Regions from separate parts of the Bombyx mori genome. Here region 2 is linked to region 1. A link is a contact called in public Hi-C data. All regions are on one chromosome and are shown on one strand. The core of a region is the stretch at or near the end of the contact, and the rest is flanking DNA. Distances in the headings are between cores, read along the strand shown. Region 1 has its middle 46 kb from the start of LOC101738448. Region 2 holds the start of LOC101738448.

Region 1 (4,863 bases), core at 1,090-3,589:
CCTAGCTCAGCTCAAGATCCGAACTAGACTTTCCACCATTTGCCTGCGAGGGATTCTTGAATACTTTGGCCACATTGCAAGGAAAGACAGTGACGACAGCTTGGAGAAATTGGTGGTCAGTGGAAAGGTCGAAGGCAAGCGACGAAGACGCAGGAACCCGACCCGTTGGACGGACCAGATTCGTGCAGCCCTTGATACCACAGTGCACGATGCTCTGCACTCAGCTGCAGATAGGAACAAATGGCGGTGCATTATAAAAACAACAAACTGTTTCAAGGCCATGACCACGACCCTCAGTAATGAGGAAACCGACGCAAGGAGGAGGAGAGTCCGCGGCAACTAAATTTTTTTCTTAGAAACCCACCTGGTGTGAAGTGTTTACTGGAACCCATAGACATCTACGACGTAAATGCGCCACCCACCTTGAGATATAAGTTCTAAGGTCTCAGTATAGTTACAACGGCTGCCCCACCCTTCAAACTGAAACGCTTTACTGCTTCACGGCAGAAATAGGCAGGGCGGTAGTACCTATCGACTCACAAGAGGTCCTCCACCAGTAACTATTTTTTTTTTACCATAACAAAAAAAAAACTTCAGCTATTTTAATGGAGTAAACTTAATTGAAGTTCAATTAAAAACATCGAACTGTTGATGCTAATACTATTTATAAATAAAACGTACCTTTAATTACAAAGATTAAATGTCGCTTAAGCCAAATAGCCTTCCCCCCCTCGATATAAAGAATAACGCCTGCACAAAAACCAACTTCTACAGAAGGTAAACTGACCACTTGTCTTCTATTAGAAGTTATCATCCTTTAGTTAGAGCAATGCTCATTTTTCTTCAACTTATCCCCCATCTACTAACTTGAATACTGAATGAGCGTTCTGTGTCTGTTTGGATACCAGCACAGGGTCGTAACGAGACAATACAACTGTTCGGCTTATAGGCTATTAGTGCCTTCGTCTTAAGGTCTACTGTGGTTTTTTTTTCTCAGTTTCTATTTTTCCTACCTGTGCTGATAGCCTTGAGAGGCTATACCAGCGTTACCCTATCGTTTAGGTGAGCTCTCGGGCTCAAACCGGAGCCCTAGCAAGAGCAGTGCTTCGCAGAATCTACCATCGGATCGGAAATGCGATCCACTGAGAAGATCCGGCGCGAAACTCATTGGGCTGTGTTTGTGGATGACAGCCACCACTTTACATTAGGAGTTTATTAAGAAACACACTAAAAAAAATTGGTATGTTATGAATGTGTTTTATTATTGTTGTGTTGTGCATTACAAACATTATAATGTTTTCATTATCGTCTATCAGTTAAGTTTTTTCCAATTTGAATAGGAATAGTATTTAGTACATAATGTTTTTCAAAATATCTACCTCGAAAACTATTTATCGTAAGCTATTATTTCCTGACAGTGGCATTGGCCATATAATAGTTACGCTATCGACAAAACGTGCAATCAAAACATTCGATAAGTTATATAATACCAATGTTTATTTACCAATACGCGTCCCCGGAGGTCGTCGACCTCGACTCCCGGTCGGCAAAATTCGGAAGCGTCCGAACATCGAACAAGGATAAACTTATGTGGCAATGGATGAGTGCGAGCGAGTAGACCGCGAGGGTAGAGACCTTGAGCTGGCAAAATCAAGGGTAAAGTGATGTGGTTGTGTGCGTAAACACCGAGGACTTCTGTGTGCGTCGATACTCATAGTTACGAGTATGAATAGGTATTAGTGATACCAGGAAATATAGAGAAACGTTTTTTTGAGCAAATCTCCCCTTTGTTTGCAAAATACATGCGATAATGATTTCCGATCGATTTTATTGGGATAAGTGAAACATAAAAAAACCTTACATCTCGTAATGACATTAATTAAAATTTCATGTATTTTCCCTTTACATTTACTCATGATAATTTACGACACGTTTTGGGGGGAAAACTGTATTCCTACAAGACGTTGTATTACGCCATACAAAGTTAAAAAAATAACTTTAAATCTATCAACATCATCAAACACGGCAAGCAATAAAGTCTCAGCATTCCTTTGGTCTTCATTGAGACAAGTTTTAATTAACTGATTTTTTATGGCTATGCTCTCAAACATAAAAATAAACCATACCAACATGATTATCGCAATTCGGTAAACTTAAACCAATGATGTAATGCAATTAAGTGATCGAGCCGCGGATAAAAATAAAATAGTATGTCAACAAGCAACAACTACGAACCACGTGCTCTGCCCAAAATAGACGTGCACGCACACGCACTCGCGCCAGTACGCACACACACGCAAGCCACGCGGCCGCAGTGCCCGCGGAAAAATCAATATTTTGAGCAAAACTACTTCCCATTGCACGCCTGTGTGCGGCGTTCGGTTCCCTGACTAAATTCATGTTTAAAGCCTAACTCCCCCGATACCGCCAAACTGAATCAGACCGTATCTTTTACGGAATAAAGTGCTATTTCCTCTATTATGTTCAAGGGTAGTTAAATCATGAGGGTACGAGTTAGTGCCGTCCCGCTCCGATCAATCGGATGGGCAGGTCGCTCGGCCGCGTGGCGGCGGCCGACGACCCCGGCTCGGTCGTTACCCCGCGACAGTTGCACCCTGCTACCCCGACTGCCAAGTACGCACCCTTATTCTTGCCGAATCTTGGACCTGAACCGCTGCTGACATTGACTCGAGTCTAGGTTCAATGACCTCCACAACGCGCTTCCGTTTTCCGCTGCGCTTTATCGAAATTCTCGTTCAATACTTGCTTATCGTAGTTTATTTTTATCCATGGTACTTATACGAAAATTCTAAATTTAAATTTGTCAAAAGTGGGAAGAAAATGAATGTTAATCATTCTGTTATTATTCAAATTAAGAATTAATCTAATTTATGCTCTTAAAGTCATAAAAATAAGTTTTTCGGTCACTTGATTTAAAAAATGCAGCATTACCATAACCGGAACTGTCTCCACTAAATCGTTAAGCGACGTTAAGAATTATAAATTACGAGCACATTACCGCGGATACTCGAACGCCCATTTAATCAAGTTTAACAAGAGCAAAGCAATCTGTAACTGAGTGAATGAGGATGAATGACTGCGCGCACGCTTCAGAGCTAACTGACGCTAATGCAATGAAGCGGTCATACAAATCATTCTTTCAAAGCAAATTAGGCAAAAGGAATGCCAGACTCGGCGCCGATGGCAAGGCAAGATAAACAAAACAAAAAAACTCTGATGAACCTTGCCGAAATTAACGAGTGATTCATAAAAAAAATATTGAAGCGCGAACGCACATTTATTAAAACATTTTAATACGTATTAATCTTTCTGAGAATCGTTTGAGAGTAAAATTATTGTAAAGTTTGTTAATTTTGTTGATGAATCAAAAAATACATTCCGAGACACCAGAGCAACAAAGAATTTCATCTTTGTTTTTAATTTTTGAAATTACAATTCCTACTCCCGTTACAGTCTACCACTACTTCCCCTTTTACGCCATTAATTAGTACCCAGTAGTAATTGGTACTATTGATTAGTAAGCTTCCTTTAAAACATCATCTAATCGGAACTTGAAATTGCACTCGTAATATGGGCCCTTAAAGTAAACAAGCGCATATCATTAATTACGATTCGATATAGATTCCTCTAAACCAATAAAACTGGTTGGTTTAAGTTGTGTAATACACCATCAATTATTACACTTGATGATTTTAAATATGCAATTAGTGTATTTAATAAATAAAGTACTTTTGCAAAATATCTTCAATTTACATTTTTATTGATTTTGATGTGTTGCTGACGTTCATGCATATCCACTCACCACTTCGATAAAGCGGCACGACACGAGAACCCTCTCATCGTGGCCGCCGGTAACTACATTCCCGATCCTGCGGACAGAATGGAAAGCAATCCACGTCGCCCCAAACACGTCATTTCGGATCCTCCCGATCCAATCATTAAGTTTCTCGCCGGATCTTCTCAGTGGGTCGCGTTTCCGATCCGGTAGTAGATTCTGCGAAGCACGGCTCTTGCTAGGGTTCATGTTAGCAACGTCGTCAGGTTTGAGCCCCGTGAGCTCACCTACTAGTTAAGGTTACGCTGAAATAACCTCTCAAGACTCTCAGCTTAGGTAGGAAAAAAATATCCACTCATTAGGAAATCTTTCATTTTGTAATTCGACAGCACCTTCAGGCTCCCACTAATTCATATCCTGATCTTACAAATCTCAGATCTGCTTTACGCCAGTTGTAAAATTTTCATGATATTATAAATGTAACTTTAACATGGATGTCAACGTAGCATATAAGTAATAAGTATAAAACATTAATGAATCGAGGCGAAAACTGATCGACGCGGTCATCTACACAATGAACCGTTGTTTTTCCGGACACGACACGACGTCGCGGATTTAAAATGGAATTTTCCGGGTGCTTTAACGATTTCGCGGCCACATGATGACTTGATTTTTATTTTTGTATTTCTTTAGCACATCTTTAATGACGGGTATAAAAGGCTTCTTGGAAGACAAACATATTATTATGCTGGCTAGTACTGGGGTGGGGCGACTTGGGAGATACCGTCACCCCATACCTGCCGCAAAGCAATAATGCGTTCCGGTATTGAAACGTGAGGAGTCCGATATATAGAACTGAAACTAAGAACTTACTTAACAAATGTTCACAATTGACTTCCACGGTGAAGGAATAACATCGTGTAATAAAAATTAAACTCACAAAAATTATAATTTGCGTAATTACTGGTGGCAGGACGTCCTGTGCGTCCGCACGGGTAGGTACCACCACCGCGCCTATTTCTGCCGTGAAGCAGTAATGCATTTCGGTTTGAAGAGTGGAGCAGCCG
Region 2 (4,863 bases), core at 1,124-3,623, 46 kb after region 1:
ATTAAATAATATCAGAGTGCGTAAGTTAAAACTACTCAGTAAGAAGGCAAACCATAAAACGAATCGCAAATGTTAAAGCGAACGTTAACAAGTGCACGAGTTTGTACAGCTGAAAACTCATCCTGTTGATTTTGTAGATTCTTGTTAATAGACCATTGTTAGAAACTGAAGATATATTCTATCTATTTTTGTCGCTGTGGTATGGATCCGCAGTACGTCAACGGCAGTCTATTCAACGTTATCATGCGGTGCGTTCAACTTTTCAATTTAAATACAATCAATAACCCGACTAAAATGTGTGTGTGTGTTTTTTTAAATACACCTAATTTGTAAAAAAAACCGCCTCGTCTTTCTTTTTTTTCCTACCTATGCTCATAGCCTTGAGAGGCTATTTCAGCTTCGCCCTAACGTGTGTAGGTGAGCTCACGGGGCTCAAACCGGAGTGTTGCTAACACTGACCCTAGCAAGAGCAGTGCTTCGCAGAATCTACCACCGGATCGGAAACGCAACCCACTGAGAAGATCCGGCGAGAAACTCAGTGGGCTGTCTATGGGTTAATTCGCTCGTCGAGCCCTTCGTCGCAAGCGACGGGTTCGACGAGGACGGTGACCGGCTCGTCTTTTAAATGAAATTTGAATTGATCAGGAACCGACACGCGAACCTGACGACATGCGTTATGTTTTCCTACCTAATCGTTCATAGCCTAAGGGGCTATTCCGGCTTCACACGAATCAGATTTCTAACGCTGGCCCTAGTATAAGACAACACGCGTCGCATTCAAAAAGCGAACGAAAATAACAAATTCTATACGAGCATGGTGTAGATGAACATTTCGATAACGTTATCCGCTTCATAAGCGTTGCATAATATCGCAATTCACAAAACAAAGCACAAACTCGGGCGCACCGTACACAAACACGTGCGCACACATGCCCGAGATAAGAGCACGGTCAACGACCTCCCGAGGACTAGCGGCTGAAATCTTTTATAGTCCCCGAAGGTAAGATGTTTTTAAAAATAAACGAACGATACTTAACATAAATCAATTATGTTCGGATAGTGCTTAGCTGTGGATCTATTGGAAGATGAATCAGAAGGAATAGTTTGTCTATTATTAATCTAATTTAAGACGTAATAAATAGGTTTTCAGCTAAATATGAAGATATTTAATTCTTTAACACGATTTATAGGTGATATCGATATTACAATGGGACTTAATATTTGTTCTAGTGTATTTTAAAATTGGCAGCAAAAAAATATGTAAATCGATTAGCTGAACCGATTATTCAATAAAAACCTTTTCAATTCTCAACAAAAAAATTAAGTTAGTGTTATTCATCCGAATTTTAATCAGTTGATCGATCAATAAAAATGCATTTAATTTTATTCATAAGTACATTAAGTACCTACCTTTATATTTATTTTCAATTTTTTTATCGTTAAATTCAATTCAATTTTTTTAAAGCTGCAAATAATAAACGCGAGATTAAAACGTAAAAACCAGTTTTAATTACGTATAAGATTCGGAAAAACCGAGGAAATTTACGTAACTTACGTAAGCTTACTCGCGTTCGCGTTAAAAAACAGCTTAAAGAACGACAGATTTGACATCAGCCGTAATATCATTGGAAGCCGAGAACAAAGACAATGGCGCCTGGTTATTGTTTAGAATAGCTACAGCTCTGGCGGAACAGCGACCTGGTCTTGAATGGAGTGAAAGTGCCTTCGGATACTTCCTGGCACGTGGAAAGTGAACGTTCATGAGCGCCTAGACTCGGTCCTGGCGCATAGCCGCAGAACATTTTACGTACAGAACGCTTAGTTGTTGAATACGTTACACATTTGTTTAAAGTGTTACAAATAAAATTTAAACGTAAAAAAAACATCCTACGAGTAAACGTCGAACTATGATAAGCCCAAATTCAAAACTGTTATGGCTAACTATACGATTTAATTAACTTCATATCTTCATATCAACCCACAATTTCATGATAATTATAGATTTTCCAATAGTACTCGAATAGTACTAGAATCTGCATAGAGTCCGAATTTAATGATAATAAATAATATAATGACTTGACAAAAATAAATAATTGACAAGTAGAGATAAAAAAAGGTACAGAGTTGTATTTTTTTTTTTTTTTTTTTTTCTTTGTAATTAATACAGAAATTCTTGCTGTATGCGTCTAAGCTAACGCCAACGTCCGATAGATAGCATCTCACGTTTGTTGTTAATGAAAAGAAAGTCACTTGGAAATATTTGCATGTAAATAGACACAATTATAATGAAATTCACAATTTAAAAATAAACTAGACGAAGGCATAGATGTTGAAAAGAGAGTTGGCAGTGAATTTATTTTGTTAGAACTTTTTTTTTGTGATTGAAAGATTACTGGTGGCCCGAAGGCCTTTCCAGTTTCACCAGGACAGGTGGGCGAGCAAAGGCTCAGCTAGGAGGGGTGGGATTTGCTAACAACTGCCCGAGCGCCTCCGAAGGAGACCTAGCAACTCAAGAGCAATTGCTTCGCGAATGAATCTACTACCGGATCGGAATCGCGACCCGCTGAGAAGATCCGGCGAGAAACTCAGCGGGCTGATGCACTACAAACAGTGAGATTGCTTGAATTAATGCTACTGGAACTAGTCATACTAAAGCGATTAACAGAATTGAAGTTCATTAACGTTAATGACATGCCATCGGTATAGTAAAACTGACACTTCGTTATAAATCTTTATTAAAATTGTCTCAATAAATAAATAAAACAAGTAGGTAACACTAGTTTGCTGTCGACTTATAATCATTTTGAATGATACTTAGATCTAATTCATATGATTACGGTTAGCCATTCATTACCTCGATTTTGATAAAATAAAATTCATACCAGAATCAGTAGAGGTTAGACCAGCGGAATTCAACAATTGGAAGTAGCTACGAATTCATTGCTGTCAATCGGTTTTGCATCCACATTTGTGGTAGATTCACTTGATTGATTGTTTCCGGAACAATGCATGAGATGTTAAATATTAAGATAGATTCGCCGTCGAGTATGAATGAGTAGAATTATTCAGGTGATGGATGACCGAGGGCGTTCAACCCAAAACGTGGGTCTACGACCGGCCGAGTTTCACACAGCTGATCGCGCCGACCTGCGTCACCCTGCACGATGGAAGCTAATAAATATTTTGAAATTTTCAGACACCGTTACTCATTTAAAATTTATAGAAATCACGTTCGTATTGATACGAATTTTTTAAAGTCACGTTTCCACAGAAGATCTCTTTCTGATTAGAAATGCCTGCACGGCAGATATGACTGGTGCCAGATTTATAGACACTTGTTCATATTTCTTGAAGCCATAGTGAAATGATAGGTGTCAGTGGCATTAAAAAAACGTCATAATTGTCAAAATATGGCTGCTACGCATATTTTTTTCTAAATTGTGGTTTTATCAAGAGTATTTCTATTTATTTCTTTATTCCTACTATTCGTTATTGCCAAATACAGTCGAGAGAATGGTACATCAAAACTATGGACCTGACACAAGTCATGAGGAACGCGCCCACCGGCGGCTCCAGATCATCTACGCACGGAAAACTAAGGAAAGACAAGTATTCATGCAAGAGCTTAAAGAAATAAGACAAAAGAATGACAAGCGTATGCTCAAGAAAGTTAGAGATTCAATTGGACCAATTTGGTATCAGGTTTTGAGCGTTCCGCAGAGAAGTGCTCTAGATACTTTAGAGTTTTCAATTTATCAGGACATTTTAGAAGGCCGTCCCATAAGAACGGCTAGAGTCATGAAAGAGCTAGGTTTATACCCACGTCCAAACATTATAAACTTAATGAACTGTGTATATTTAGGGCGGAATGATCCAAAAGAGATGCTAGCACAACTATTCCTTATGACTTACGGCCATCCTATCGATGGGAAACGAGCTGTCTACAATCTGAATGCCCGGCTCATGTTGTCTGGTATACTATATTTAGGTCTAGATAACCTCATACAATTGCTCCGTGAAAGATTCAAACCTGATCCAAGTCATAAAAAACCGGTCAATAAGCCGAAGGCTAAAATCGAACCTCCATTGAAATCACCGTATCTTCAAAAAATGATAGCTGTTCTTTATGAGCCTCCTAAAAGGAAGCCGAAGCGTCCACCTCCTTTGCCTAACTTAAATGATCTCAATGAGCCTTACGAAGAAGAGCCACCGGTGCCTAAGCTACCTCCCCCTCCGCCGCCACCACCACCACCAAAAAAAAGGCTAGCGCGATCGTTTTGTGACAAAATTGCTGGAATCATGAGAATTGAGCCTCACACATCCGTGACGGCAGTCAGTTTGAAAACAGTCGCTCGTACTAGTCATCGTAAGCTTCGGGGCTCAAAACTATCTGTTACTGAAGTTAAAAAGACCTATGGCATGAGTGGGGTTGGTAAAAGAAAAGGTGGCCGAAGAAGAAAACCCGTAGCGCCATCTACAGGCATGTGGAACACACAATACGTGATCAGCGGGGTTTGTTACATACGTGGAAAATCAGTTTTTGTGATTAGTACAGTTTCCGTGCTGCCTCCAACAGGGGATCTCATTCACGGTGGACACAAATACATGGGCGGTCAATGCGTCAACATACATTGTGGTTTCCGCGGGCGACCACCACCACCGAAACCTGATCCTTGCGATTGCGTTAAGAAATGGCACGATACAGTGATCCAATATGTAAAAAGAACAAAATGCTATTGCGGTCATCACTATGATTATGGTAACGAGGGAGCTTTTCTACCTGAAGAATTACCATTTTTCGAAAAGCCTACACGGAAATCGCCTTTCGTTTTTAATTATGACACAATTTATGACTTAGATGAA

Evidence for each region. Hi-C and Micro-C count contacts between places; a contact is called where the count stands out from the background.
Region 2: a Hi-C map of midgut shows a contact between it and region 1, with 1.8 times the contacts expected there. The contact joins the promoter of LOC101738448 here to the enhancer-like site in region 1. A contact is called at or near these places in 2 of 7 Hi-C or Micro-C datasets (midgut and whole pupa).

What each region holds. Positions count from the first base shown.
Region 1 is chr15:5,120,797-5,125,659 of ASM3026992v2, forward strand. It overlaps a transcript of Grf not described here. Among protein-coding and RNA genes, the nearest start is that of LOC101738448, 46 kb to the right of the region's middle. Within about 2 kb of position 2,340, at least 7 of the 8 cell types and tissues checked have open chromatin away from gene starts, as enhancers often do.
Region 2 is chr15:5,166,383-5,171,245 of ASM3026992v2, forward strand. LOC101738448 reads left to right here and starts at 2,374. Exons shown (of 1, transcript XM_004928555.5): 1 at 2,374-4,863. The coding sequence starts at 3,514.